Linked DNA regions of Mus musculus: regions 1, 2, 3 and 4 are each linked to region 5. The links are chromatin contacts, called in public promoter capture Hi-C maps. All regions are on one chromosome and are shown on one strand. Each heading gives the region's core, a stretch centred on a gene start, on an enhancer-like site or on the middle of the called end of the contact. The rest is flanking DNA. Distances are from core to core; before and after follow the strand shown.

The links. Promoter capture Hi-C pulls out the DNA fragments that hold promoters and counts their contacts.
Region 1: a promoter capture Hi-C map of pre-B cells shows a contact between it and region 5. The contact joins the promoter of Pm20d2 here to the promoter of Map3k7 in region 5. A contact is called at or near these places in 4 of 39 promoter capture datasets (the C10 cell line, liver and pre-B cells) and 3 of 115 datasets of contacts at active chromatin or transcription factors (astrocytes, embryonic stem cells and large pre-B cells).
Region 2: a promoter capture Hi-C map of pre-B cells shows a contact between it and region 5, with 11 times the contacts expected there. The contact joins the promoter of Pnrc1 here to the promoter of Map3k7 in region 5. A contact is called at or near these places in 5 of 39 promoter capture datasets (the C10 cell line, embryonic stem cells, liver and 1 more), 2 of 484 Hi-C or Micro-C datasets (B cells and CD4 T cells), 4 of 115 datasets of contacts at active chromatin or transcription factors (bone marrow-derived dendritic cells, double positive thymocytes, large pre-B cells and 1 more) and 2 of 9 other capture datasets (adipose tissue and liver).
Region 3: a promoter capture Hi-C map of pre-B cells shows a contact between it and region 5. The contact joins the promoter of Srsf12 here to the promoter of Map3k7 in region 5. A contact is called at or near these places in 2 of 39 promoter capture datasets (cranial neural crest and pre-B cells), 1 of 484 Hi-C or Micro-C datasets (pre-B cells) and 2 of 115 datasets of contacts at active chromatin or transcription factors (large pre-B cells and pro-B cells).
Region 4: a contact with region 5 is called in a promoter capture Hi-C map of pre-B cells. The contact joins the promoter of Rragd here to the promoter of Map3k7 in region 5. A contact is called at or near these places in 4 of 39 promoter capture datasets (the C10 cell line, cranial neural crest, pre-B cells and 1 more), 1 of 484 Hi-C or Micro-C datasets (regulatory T cells) and 4 of 115 datasets of contacts at active chromatin or transcription factors (astrocytes, embryonic stem cells, large pre-B cells and 1 more).

Annotation. Positions count from the first base shown.
Region 1 is chr4:33,188,343-33,191,042 of GRCm38.p6, forward strand. Pm20d2 (peptidase M20 domain containing 2) reads right to left here and starts at 1,395. Exons shown (of 7, transcript NM_001034867.2): 1 at 589-1,395. The coding sequence starts at 1,038.
Region 2 is chr4:33,247,478-33,250,177 of GRCm38.p6, forward strand. It overlaps Pnrc1 (proline-rich nuclear receptor coactivator 1), which reads right to left and starts at 1,310. Exons shown (of 2, transcript NM_001033225.2): 1 at 471-1,310. The coding sequence starts at 920.
Region 3 is chr4:33,208,022-33,210,721 of GRCm38.p6, forward strand. Srsf12 (serine and arginine-rich splicing factor 12) reads left to right here and starts at 1,251. Exons shown (of 5, transcript NM_001372518.1): 1 at 1,251-1,349. The coding sequence starts at 1,285.
Region 4 is chr4:32,981,576-32,984,275 of GRCm38.p6, forward strand. Rragd (Ras-related GTP binding D) reads left to right here and starts at 1,423. Exons shown (of 7, transcript NM_027491.2): 1 at 1,423-2,032. The coding sequence starts at 1,888.
Region 5 is chr4:31,962,683-31,965,382 of GRCm38.p6, forward strand. Map3k7 (mitogen-activated protein kinase kinase kinase 7) reads left to right here and starts at 1,425. Exons shown (of 16, transcript NM_172688.3): 1 at 1,425-1,700. The coding sequence starts at 1,581.

The DNA of each region.
Region 1 (2,700 bases), core at 145-2,644, 1.2 Mb after region 5:
GCTCATTGCCAACCGCTGAGAACTTTCCTAAGTCGGTCCAGGGTCTCACGGCCCTCCTCCCCAAACAACACAGAAACCTAGAGGCCACAAGAGATAAATTGTTTGTTGCAGAGGATTACATTACTGCCACTGGCGGGTGAGCCGAGCTGAGTTGTGACATATAACCTTGCTCACAGAATTAAATACACTATCCTAAAGAGTAAACACAAGATCGGACCTGCCCAAGACAGACATGCACGACATTTTCCTGCTTAAAGAACCGAGACGCCTGTTTAATATGAAATAAAATGTACACTTAAATATGAACCTATCTACGTAGTAAATGTTTTGTTAGCTTCTCCGTTAGTTCTGCTCTTTAGTGGTTTGGCAGCCTGGTAGTTCTAAACACTGAAATTTACTATACAAATACCAATTATTCAAATCAAAATCTTTTGTTTGTTAAGTCTCCATTTATTTCCTCCAGATAGCACACGACCCAATGAGCAAACTGCAGCTGTCTGCCACCAAAAATAACCGGTCTGGTACTCCGACTGGTCTGGCACTCCGGGCTGGATCCGGCACGCCCCGCGCTGGCCCGGAGTGGCTCACCTTGACCGGCGGCGGCGCAGCGATGCTCTCCAGCGCAGCCCGCAGGCCGAGCGCCGCAGCCACCCCGACCTCGGCGATGAGGTTGTGGCCGCAGGCGTGGCCCAGGGCTGGCAGCGCGTCGTACTCGCACAGGAAGGCCACCTGCAGCGCGCGGGGCCCCGCCGCGGACTCCGGCGGCGCCCACTCGGCACGGAAGGCGGTGGGGAGCCCGAAGTGCGGCTGCACCGCCCACGAGGCGGCCGGCGGCTCGCACTCGAAGAAGCGCGTGAGCTCGCCGTGCGCGCGGTGCTCTTCGTAGGCCAGCTCGGGCGCGCTCCAGATGGCGCGGCTCAGCGCGCCCAGGCGCTCGGCCGCCTCGTCGATGCGCTCGGCCGCTCGCCGTTTCAGCAGCTCCAGCTCGGCGGCGCTGCTCGTGCCGGGCTCGGCCGGCCGCTCCACCACCGGACCCATGGCGCGGGCGTGCTGCGGTCTCTCCTCGTCCGCCCTCTGCGAGGCTCGGCGGCGCTCGGCTGTCTTATCTGACTTCGGCAACGCTCGGCGCCGCTCGGCAGTCCTTGCCAGTCCTATGCAACGCTCGGCGGCACCTTGGCAGCGCTTGGCCGCCCTTGGCAACGCTTAGCTGTCCTTGGCAGCCCTCCGCAAGGCTAGGCGCCTCGGCAGCCCTTGGCAGTCCGCACCGCTCGGCTGTCCTAATCAGTCCTCGGCCGCCCTCGGCGGCTTCGGCGACCAGCGCCCCGCGCTCGCCCACCGTACAGCACCACCCTAACTCTAACTTAACCCCCCACCCCCCAGGTCAGGAGTTGCCCTGTAGCTCCGCCCTCAAGGCTCGGCCTGGAGCTGGGGCGCCAACTCCTAAGAAGAGGAATTGTATAGGACAAGTTTTATCCAAAATTTTGATTGACAAGCCCAAGTAACATGATTTGCACAGCTTGTGTTCATAACGGGTCTAAAGTTACCCGATGAGGAAATTCAAGAAGTCATACTCTCCTTTTCCTCCAGAGTGATACAAGTTCAAAATTGTTATTGATGATACACACCTAATAATTAGTAGTCTGAGGTTTTCTTGTATTAAAAGCTTCTGCGTGTTCTTCCTATTCTACCCTCTCTTAAATTGCCACAACTAGGTCAAATAAGATACCATATATATATATATATATATATATATATATATATATATATATATATATATGATTTTTTTAAGGAGTGCACGCCTTTAATCCCAAGCATTTGGGAGGCAGAGGCAGGTGGATCTCTGAGTTCGAGGCCAGCTTGGTCTACAAAGTGAGTTCCAGGACAGCCAGGGCTATACAGAGTAAACTCGAGGGAAGTGGAAGGAATGAAGAGAAGAAAAAGGCAGACTGTAATCAATTTTTACTAGTTTATACCCTAAAACGCCAGAGTCCAGGTCACACTCTAACGTGAAAAAAACTGTCCTTAGTTAACACCCTAACCGAATGAAACTTTTCCCTAAACACAATAAATGTGATATAAATTCATGAATGGACTCACTTTCCTTTTTTAAAACTTTTTTTAACATTTTTTTGTGTTATTTTGTTTGTTTTGTCTGAATGTATGCGTGCACACCGAGTCTGGTGCCTGAGGAGGTCAGAAGAGGGCGTCAGATCGCCTGAAACGAGTTACACATGATTGCGAGCCACCCTCTGGGTGAATGGGAACTGAACCCTGGTCCTCCAGCCCCACCGTCATTTTCTTAACTTTACTCTTGTAACTCCTTTACAGGAGTCCTCCAGCATCTATGAGACTCCAGATTATTTTGCTCAGTGAACTGGCTAAAAGCCAGAATAATGTCAAAATAATAAGATCACTCACTCTGCACCAAGTGCTTTTCTGGATGTTTTAAATGTTAATACCTATTTCTCATCCCAACCTATGAGGTTTTTAGTGTGACTATTATCTTCAAATTACAGATGGGCATCCAAGATTATACAACTCACTAAGTACTGGGCACAGATTTCCACAAAAGACAACATCTAACCACTACACTTGATTGCTTGTGACATCTGAATTCACAAATCATCTATTTATATCACAATGGACACAATCATTCATCTTCAATAAATTTTTACAGCAGAGCTCTGCCAATAGCAGTGG
Region 2 (2,700 bases), core at 60-2,559, 1.3 Mb after region 5:
TCCAGCGAGGCAAGCTCGTGCCGGCCTGCACAGGGCCCGGGACACCTTCGCGTCGGGCATCAGACGGAGACTCCTGCCAACTTCCCAACAGCAGTCCGACTCAGCGGATCTGGCTGTGCGTGGGTCCCGCCCGCCCGGTGCCCCACTGGGCACCGCGCCTGCGCCTGCGCCTCCGCCCCCACCCAGCACCGCCTTCATGAGCGCCCCAGAGCGCTGCACGTAGCGGGCTGACGTCAGCCCTCCGCAGGTCCCTGAGCCCCGAACGCCGAAACCCCCTGGAGCGCCGCCAAGCTTCTAAATGCAGGCTGTTGCTGGGCCGTAGCCGCCGCTCCCATTGGCTGGCTCCGGAGCCAATGGGCGGCGCCAGCGCAGCCGCCCAGCCCCCCTCCCGCTTCCGCCCCACCACTCGAGCGAGCGTCACGGAAACTTCCCTCCCGAGTAAACAGCCGCCCCGCCCCCACCGGCCCTACCTCCTTCGCGAGTGGGGGCTGTCTGTGGAGCAGGGCAGTGGCCGCCAGACCTCGCTCCTCCTGCGCGACGATTGGCCCCGGCGCCGGGCTGCGACCACCCTCCAGGCTCGGCCGGTGCTGCTGGAACTGGTGGAAGCGGCTGGGCAGCTGCCCGGCCGGGCTGGCCCGCACCTTTTTCTTCCGCCGCTTCTTGGGCGCCGCCCGCGGGGCAGCCGCCGGGGCCAAGGTGCAGCCGGACGGCGCGGTGGTGCGAGGCGCGGGCGCCAGGCACGGCCCGTCCCCCCCGAGGAAGTGCGGCAGGAAGAGGGTGGGTGGCAGCGCGCGCGGGTCCGGAAGGCGCGGCAAGGGCGGCGGGGCCGGGTTCACCATCGGGAGGGCCCCGAGGAACCCGAGCGGCGCTAAGCGGCCGCTCAGAGCGAGATCTCGCTGTGGGACGGAGACGACGGTCATGGCGCGGGGACTCGGCAGAAAGGCGGGGAGCAGGAGTCACGGGGCGGCGGCGGAGGCTGCTGCTGGAAGGTTCGGAGCAAGGACCATGACTCGGGCGAGGCGGCGCAGCAACAAATAGCGCTGGCCACCGCGGCCAGTGTTGTTACCCGAGGCCCCGCCCCGTGCCCGCCCACCTCCCTGCGGCGGCCCAATCCGCGTGCGCCTGCCAGGCCACTCCCTCGGTCCCGCCTCCGCGCCCCGAGGCAAGACACAAACAAGCAGCCTGCTGCAGCCCTTCACAAAGAGCGCACGTTGCGCAGGCGCGCCCAACGGGCTCTTACCGAGAGTGTCCCGTGAACAATGAAGTTCGACTTCTGCCTCACCTCCCTGGCAGCGATCCTTTGGGGTAGCCTGGGGGTGGGGCAGGGGAGGAGGAGGAGAGAGGCGGTGGAGGAACTAGGAAGCTTCTGACCTCCAGAAAGGACTGCTTTGTAGGTTTTCGATTTCAGCCCTACATAAAAATTTTAAGAGATTTCGGAGAACACTAAGGATTTATTTCACTAAGGATTTACAGCACTGGTGAAGATCTGCCTCCATTTAACCTACAGTGAAATTTGGCTATGTGGTTTCTCATTCGGTTTTCCGACGCTGCCAATTAACCCTGGTGGTGAAAATAAAAAAGGGTTTACTGAAGGATTCTTCAGCTCATCAGAAGTACTCTATAATGCCGAAAATGGGCCTTTAATTTTTTACTGCCTTTATAGCTAAAGATCTCTGGGAGTCTCTTGAGATCTCACATTGCCCCTGAAACTTGATGCTGCTGCCAACCAATTGGCCTTTGTCCCACCCAGAGAAAACAGCTCTGCTACAGTTGCTAGCTAACTGGGTTAACAGAATTCTCTACTCACAGTTTAATACAGAAAAGAACTGTAGACACCAGTTACCAAATAGGACCTCAGAACCAATTTCTGTAATTCATCTTGTTTGAAACATACTTCTTTAATGATTGGGGCTTTATTTATTTAGTTTCCTCTTTTTTCTTTCTTCGAGATGGCGTTACTCTTTGTGTAGCCCAGGCTGTACTCTGTACTCGATCTGTAGACCAGGCTGGCCTCGAACACAGAGATACACCAGTCTCTGCCTCCCTAGTGCTGGGATTAAAGGCCCATGTCACCATTGTCCAATAATTTTTTTTTAATCATTTTACAGTAAGGCATACAAGAGACTAAAGAATTAGACACAAATCATTAAAAAATTAACAGAAGAATCTGAACTCTGGTCTAGGTATGGCAAGGTCAAGACCTGTAACACTAGCTCCTGGAGAGGCAGAAGTAGAGGATGGGAAATTTCTAGTGTAGGGAATTTAATGAGACTCTGCCTCATAATAAAAAGAGCAGGGCATCTAGATGGATCAGTGAGTAATTAAAATGCTTGCTATATAAGCCTAGCAGCCTGAGTCCCATCCCTGTAAGCCACCTAAAAATGAAAGACAGCCAAAACCACAAAGTGGCCCTCTGACTTCCAAACACATTCTGCCGCAAACCTGCTTCCACTACACACACACACACACACACACACACACATAGACACACACACACTGTGAGGAGAACAGAAGATGGGAATGAGCTAGGAGGTTAGAGGCAGGGAATAGTTCCATTGTCTTTGGCCAGCAGTAGGGAATGTCTTTGTTCTCAGGCTAGAGATCCCAGAAGGGAGCCCTGACATCTTACTTCTTTCTACACAGCCACTCCCAGTACATTGATTCTTTGATAGTGAACAGATGATGGTGAAAGTCAGGAAT
Region 3 (2,700 bases), core at 1-2,500, 1.2 Mb after region 5:
CCCTCAAGAGTACCAGAAAAAAACATCGAAAAAGCAATAACACATAGCTATATTAGTTACTGAACATGGTTGCTTAAGACACCGGCCAAGCTTAATGCAGTATTCCTTTTGTCAAACTATTATTTTTATTGTATGTGTAAGTGTTTTGCCTACTTGTGTGCCTTGCATCCCACTGAGGCCAGAAGAGGGTGTTGGACACCCTGGAACTGTAAGCCACCACGTGGACACTGGGAGAGGAACCCGGCCGGGTCCACTGCAAGAGCAGCAAGCGCTCTTGACTGCTGAACCTTCTCTCCAGCCCCCACCTCGAAGCTACCCCGGTGTAATATCATTTAGTCATCTGCACTTGAAAATGTTCCTGCCTCAGGCTCTCCTACAGGAAGCTGTTGTACTAAAAGAAGTACTTAGCTGCTTCAAAACAGATCTAGAAATTGTAAGAGTAGATCTATGCGCTATCAGTAATGACAGGTCTCAGTTGGCTGGCCTCCAGCTCCTCTATAGTAGATAACTTTTGACCTCCCTGCCATCACTCCTCACCGTCCTCCCCCCCCCCCCCCCCATGCCCTGGGATGACAGGTTCTGCCATAGTCTCTGCTCAGGTACTGGAACAGCGTGCATCCTGCAGGCTAGACAATCACTCTTCCATTGAGTTACATCCCTAGTCTTTTCAAGATAAGTTTCATTAAACCACCAAATGCGTGGCATTATTACACCAGCTCCACTAACCAATACACAGTACTCTCAATTTTCCTAGCATTAAACCCAGCCTGATGTGGAGCCCACTACAAAAGGAATTCTAGGCCTGAGTAAACAAGCAAACAAAAGACCCCAGCCTGCTCTCCCGTCTGGGTTTCTTTGATGCTTACCCTGTTTATTGCCTCGAGGCCTTTTTGCTTAAGCTGCAGTACTGCAGCAGTTCCCCCCACCCCCACCCCCACGCCCGTGTTCAGTCTTTCTTCCCTGAGGGTCGAGTTGATCTCTTTAGGGAAAGGCTGTGGCTAAGCTTGCATGCCCACAAGTGGCTCCCTGACCCTGCACATGGCTCTTTCGAAGCCCTGTCATGAGATCTTTTTCTGGGGCTGTTTGGGAGAGGCAGGTCTCCCTTGGAGCACCTAGCTGGCCTGCAGCGATGGGGGATCGGATCTATTCCCTAGAGGCCCGGGCAGTGGCAAGGTCTGTGCTCGCGCGGCCGCGCAGGCCCCGCGCCCCCCGCCCGCGTCTGCGGCTGCGCGGCCGGCCCGGGAGGGGGCGCGGCGGGCTGCTGGGAGCGGGGCCGCGAGAGGCATGTCTCGCTACACCAGGCCCCCCAACACCTCCCTGTTCGTCAGGAACGTCGCAGACGCCACCAGGTGAGTGGAGACCGGACCCCGCGGGGGCACGGGCCGGGGCGCCGGGTTGTCGGGGTACGGGGTGGGCAGTGGGGGGCTGTCTGGATGACGATGCCGCCCGGGTACCCCGGGTGCCGAGCTGCAAGCTGTTGGGGTGCCATTTGGGCGTCAGGGTACCGGTCTTGTGTTGGGGCACTGGCCGGGTGTTGGGAATGCTGGCCAGGTGTCGTAGGGGTGCCACTGCGGGCTGTCGGAGTATCTGGGTTTTGGGGTGTGGGCGAGGTGTTGGGGTGCGGTCGTGATGTCAGGTGTTGGCCCGGCGTCAAGGTGCGGGCTGGGTGGCTCCGGCTGTGGTGGCAGTGCTGGCCCTGGCTCTGGTGGCACTGCGCTCTGCAGGCGCCGCCCACTAACCTTCCGGAGGAACTGGGGCTGTCTCCTCCCCAGGATGCACACCTTAGGCCTTGCAATTTCCTCTGCACTGTTCAGACAGTGATTATGGCCCACATTTAATATACAAAAGACTAGTCAGTTCGATTTCTATGGTTTTCTTTGAGTCCTGGGAACAGTCTTAGGCTTCATTATGGTGCAGGAAGTCTTTATTTCCTCCATCCCTCTTTGAAAATTCTGTCCAGATGGTTGCCAGGCATAGAGCTGAAGAAATGCCCTTTTTTCAGACTAGCGCACCTTTTCCTTTAATAGGAGCCGGAGAGAGAATGGGAGGCGTGACACTAATAGACACCTTCATCTTTCATTGGAATTACTTAATCCCCCGTTCTAGTTCTGCCATCTTGGCCACCTATGGAAAAGTTGAAGTTCAAGGGTTTTAAGGAGTTACCTGGACCTAAACAGGCACAAATGTACGCAGCTCTTCAGTTGTTAGTTATCTGAAGTAATCATAATGTATGTTTTGTTTTGTTTTTGTTTTTGTTTTTGTTTTGTTTTGTTTTGTGAGAGAGAGAGAGAGAGAGAGAGAGTAGTATCTAGTCTAGGCTGACCTTGTACTTCTGATCCTGTTACCTTGGCCTCCCTCCCAAGTCCTGGCATTGCAGGTGACCCCCACCACCAAGCTGGGGATTTACTTTTAGGAGAATTAAGAACTTTAAATTTAATCACTGTAAATATTTATGTCACTACTGTAGACTGTGAGTTAATAGAATTTTAAAAGATTCCTGGGTTTTATGGTTCTTCTCTACCTGTTTATCCAAACATCCTCACACAGGAAGCAAAATTAATATTTGGGTAGGCTAAAAGCAGTTAAACAACTTGAACAATAAGCAAAAGGTCTTCATGGCATGCTTACAAAAGAAACCCGGGAGATTCCCAACCCTAGTGGCCACAAGAGCGAGGCAGAGGAATACAGATGAGTGGGGGT
Region 4 (2,700 bases), core at 173-2,672, 1.0 Mb after region 5:
TGAGAGTCATGGCTCATTTGAAACGTCTACCAACTCTGTGGTAAAGGTGTTCTCATGAGGGTCAGAAAAGGCTGCTTCCTTCCGGTGGGGAGAGTAACGAGAGTCGGCTTTCTCCATCCACCCTTTGGCCTCCACTTGGTTTCAGTCTTCCTTTGCCCACGGGTTTCTGGGTGTGTTGGACCAATGGCAGTCATTCCCAGGAGACCACACAGAGATAGGAAGAAGGAAAGCAGCCAGGGCCCTCTTCTGTTATCTGCTTGGCCAGAGGGTGGGGAGGGTGGGGGCGGGGATGTGGGGTGGTGTGGGGGTGCTGCTACCTGGCTGCTCTACAGAACTGGCTCCCTTCACTTCCTCCCACTAAATTTGGAGGTGGTGTGAGCTTCCCACCTGATAATCTTTGACTGTACTCCCTAAATTCTGCTGCTTATATATCTGCAAAACTGTTTCTTCGCTCAAAAGCCTTTTTCAGTTCACATCTTTGTATGTGGCATAGGAACGACCTTGACCATGCAGACAAGAGTTCTACTGCCTCTCCTTGGAGAAGCTTTCCTGTTGAAAGCAGCCACCCAGTTAGAAGAAATCCAGGACATGCGTCACGGATTAGTAACCCTATTCCTACCCAGATTTTTCCGAGGACCCCTAGGAAGCCCTGTCCCGGGCCGCAAGTGTCCAGGCTGAGCTGCCTTTCTCCCCACCTGCTGAGCTGCTGGCACCTGCAGGATCCGGATCACCTTGCTGGCCCGCTGTTTAACTGAAGGAAGTTTATGCACGTGACTTTCTCCTCTCTCTCTCTCTCTCTCTCTCTCTCTCTCTCTCTCTCTCTCTCTCTCTCTCCCTCTCTCTCTCTCCCTCTCTCTCTCCCTCTCCCCCTCCCTCCCTCCCTCCTCTTCTCTCCCTCACCCCCCACCCCAGAAAAGGGTGCTCACACTGTGCTGAGCAGCTGGCGAAGGAGGAGAGCACCTCCTCATCCCACATCGCTTCTATTCCAATCTGAGAGCTGCCCCTCACCTCCCACAAAAGCCCTAAAACACGTGGGACTACACCAATGAGACAATAGCAGTTGGGGCATAAGAAGCCCCGAGGGCGTTATACACTTTAGGTTTTCCCGAAGGTTGCAAAGGAATCATTTAGTATAGCATGTTTATATATAAATCACGAGACATGTGACTTCTCCGGAAACATGTCTACGTAGACCACAGTTTGGAGTATTCTTGCTGGGAAATCCTTTGAACTAAAAGGCACTTTAGGAGGCAGCTGCTATGGAAACTACCCCACCACTGTGCACTTCTCCCAGCTCCCGCAGGCTGGAGTGGCGGTGGGGGTGGGGCCTGAGTACCGCACAGTTGAGGGGCAGCCTAGTGGGGGTGGGGTAGACTGGGGTGGGGTGGAGGTGGGTGGGGTGGAGGTGGGTAGGGTGTGGGTAGAAAGCCTGAAGACCGCAGCACAAGCCAGGGGCACTGCAGAAAGCAGGCGGCAGGGTCCGGGTGGTCCCCGGGCCACGCTTGCAGAGAAAGCGAGCAGAAGTCCCCGAGGGCGGTGGCCAGTGCGCTCTGGACACCCGAATTCTCTCTAGGGGGAGAACGTGTGTGGCCGAGCAAGCGGTGGCTGCGGCCGGCGAGCGCGCGCCCGGTGGTGCTGCGTGTGTGTGTGTGTGTGTGTGTGTGTGTGTGTGTGTGTGTGTGTGTGTGACAAGCGTCAGGTGACTCGGGTCACGCAGTCACTCCCTCGCGCTCCCGGGGAGAACTGCCGCGCTCCGGCTGGCTTCTCGGGCAGCAGCGGCAGGGAGGGGGCTGGGCTCCACTGCCACCCCCTTGCTCACCAGGCGCGGCCCCAGGGCGCTGCGGGCCACTCGGCCCACGCGGGACCTTGGAGGCAAGCGTGGGCGTGATGAGCCAAGTGCTGGGCAAGCCGCAGCCGCAGGGTGAGGACGGCGGCGAGGACGAGGAGGAGGATGAGCTGGTGGGGCTGGCGGGCTACGAGGATGGGCCCGAGTCCTCGGACGCCGAGCTGGACAGCGGGCCGGAGGAGGGAGGTGAGCCAACCGGCCGAGCGCTCGCGGTCCCCGCCCTGGGAGCGATGTGTGTGTGTGTGTTGGGGGTGGGGGGGATGCGGGACGCGCGGGTCCGGGGCGCTGCGGTGGGGGAGGGGAGCGGCCGGGCTGCAGACGGCGGCGGGGAGCAGGGTCGGATGTCGAGCTAAAAGAAGCAGCTGGCGGCAGCGTGCCGGCTGGGTCGCCCACAGCTGCGCGTGTCATTCTTCCCCGCCGTGGCCGCGGGAGGGTCTGCGGCGTGGGACCGGGGCGCTGGGGCGGGGCCCGCGCTGCAGGTGGTATCCGCGTCTCCCGGGAGACCGCGGGGTTCTAGGTCCCCAGACACCCTGAATGCATCTCGTGTCGCACCCGGGGGTGGGCGCCTGGCGAGCAATCCTTGGCCGCTGAAGCCAACTGTTTGTTGTTGCCGAAGGAGCTGAAGTTAGCCTTTCGGATTGGGGGCTGCTTGCATTTCATTCCCGGGACACAACAAAGAAGTTGAGTTTAGGATTCCAGAATGTTTTTCTTTAATTTAAAAAAATTTTTTTTCCCCACAAAAGCGGAAGGTCACTTTAAAAGGTCAGTTGAACGGGGCTGTTAACGTTCTCCGAGTTGTAAATATCCCAGAGAAAGGATTAATCTCTTTAGTGTCTCACACTAAAGAAACCGAG
Region 5 (2,700 bases), core at 175-2,674:
GTCACTAATTTTAACTCCAATGGTTCCACTGGTTTCCAGTCAAATCAACTAAAACTCAGCACCTAGCTTAAATTTAAAATCGTGTTGGTCATACAACATGGGCAATACCTTCCATCTTGGGGTTCTCTGACCTAACTTGTGACACTCAAACTTGAATTGCCATGCTACTGCTGAGTATTTAGTAAGCATACAGCACTAGCATTAAAGGCAGGAAAGGAAAAGCTATGAGACCATAAATAGGGAAAGGTGCCCCTTATTCGAAGTTGAAACTCCTCATCGGGTTAAAAATAAATAAATAAATAATCTCAGTACAACCAACATTTGCTATGAAGACTGCCGACACAAAGGCAACATTCCTTCCTATAAAGGTATCTTAGGTTAAACTAGCAGTGGATCTTTGCCTAAGGTTCAAGCCTGTGCCCTTCGTCCTTTCCTAGACATTAGACTATTAACTTTGTTTCCAATTAAGTTATCTTAACTCTAGTAACCCCGGAATATGGGGCTTTACCGTAGCAATCCTAATCTTGTTGGGTAGTCTTCAGGAACCACCCTATGATCTCCCTTAAACTCAACAATCCTTCAGAGACATTAGTCCTTCAAAGACAATGTCCTCAAAGGTCGCCAAAATGCTGTACATAAACATTAAGGACAATGAAGCGTGACTCTCCTTATAGCTCTGAGGCATAGTGGCTCCTCTTAAAATCCGTCGTCTTGGTGTGTCCACGGATTCTCAAACCAAACCCTCGGGGCTGTTGTGGACGACAGCCTCGGGAAGGTGACAAAGCGAAGCCATCTGAACTGCCTTAGGAAGTGTGTAAAACGCCACTGGTGTCTCTCTACGATGCTAACTTCCATTAGTGAGCGCTCACGCGTCACGGTGCTCCCCCCGATGGCGCGCGCTAACCGCTGCTCCCGAACCCCCTCGCCAGCTCGGGGTTCCGCTTAAAAAAGTAACGGGCTCACGGCTGAAAACCCGACATGAAGAGGTGCCCAATGAGCACAAGACAAACCCTAGGCTGCCTGACCGCAGACCGCCCAGCACAGAGCAGGGGAAGGCACGACGCGGCTCAAAAGAAACAGGCAGAAAGCGACGGAGTTCATCTTTCCCGCTGGATCCCGCAGGACCAACCGGTCCGCCTTCGGGCTCGCTCCGCGCCAGTTCCGATCGCGCACATTTACTACGTCACGGCGTCCAGTCTCGCGGTATCCTCCTGCCGCCGAGGCCCTTTCGCAAAAGTCTCGCGAAACCTGTTCCTCGGGCCCACGGCTCCGCGCTCGCCCTCCTCCACTCCGCCCCTACCCCGGCTTCTCCCTCACTCGCTCCCCGGGTCAGGAAATTCCCCGCTCGGGTCCGGCAGGCGCGCCTCCTCCCTCCCAGTTCCGAGTTCAAACCGGAACTGGAAGTGTGGTGGGCGGGGCCCGGCGACGGAAAGCGCTGAGGAGCCGAAGCCGGGACTCGGCGGTGGCCCGGGTCGGTCCCGCGCCACGGAGCGCCGGGCGGCGGGGCTGCGGGGCTCCGGGCTGAAGGGCGCTGCGCGAGCCGGAGGGCGGGCGCGGCCCCCCGGGCGCCGCGGGGGATCATGTCGACAGCCTCCGCCGCCTCGTCCTCCTCCTCGTCTTCTGCCAGTGAGATGATCGAAGCGCCGTCGCAGGTCCTGAACTTCGAAGAGATCGACTACAAGGAGATCGAGGTGGAAGAGGTGAGCGAGGCCGAGACCTGCTGCCCCGCGCCGCCTGGGATCCCGGGCGGGAGGCGGCTTCCCCATGGGCTTCGGGGGTTGAGTCTGAATCTGTGATTCTCTACCTGATTCTTATGTGGTCGGCAGTTCAATTATCCGTAAATAGATTGAGCAAAGTTTGGTGGCCGCGGGATTTCAGCTCGCTGGTAGTGGTGTTAGAGTCCAGGATAGTGTGTGTGTGTGTGTCTGTCTGTCTGTCTGTATGTCTGTCTTGTCTGTCTGTGTGACTTCTAGCGCAGTGTGTGACACGAAAGGATGCTTGGGACAGGCTGGTAAAGAGAACGTCGAACGTCTCACGGTGCTTCCCCTGGTCCCGGATTCTTCTTTCTCTGATACCGTAGGTAGTTCTACCTTCTATTGGGCTCTGTAGATGAATTTCAATCTCTAGTAACGTTAAGTCTGTTATGAAAACATGTTTCAAGTAGCATAGTCTGAAGAGGCAAGTAGTGATTATGGTGACAGTCAGAATATTACGCTACACCAGAAATCGCTGTTAGAAAAACCGAATAAATTCAATGTTCAGGTGGAAGAGTGTCTTCACTTCATCGCCTATTTTCAGATTCACAGTGGGGCCAGTGACTTCTAAGAGTCTTAATATTTACTGAAGAGGAAAAAATCTGTACATATATTCAAAATGCCGTTTAGAACTCGTTGAAGCTTTGGTTAGAAACGCGTTCACGCAGTTTCTATGAGTTTAACCGTTTTTTAAGAGCACTGTGCATTTTCTGTGCCTTAATGTGTGGGTTTTTTATAGCTAGACTGAGTTGTCTTTTCTTCATTTTTAAAGTATTATAGTAAGGAGTTAAAAGATGCAAGCAAATTAACAATCAATAAATACATCTTTACCTTAGAGGACTACTAAGTCATATCTTTGTATCACAAAAACTAACCAGAGATGAGTGTGTTCATTGAGAGCATGATTATCTTAGAAAAAGTGTGCTGGATAGGGGAAGGTTTGAGA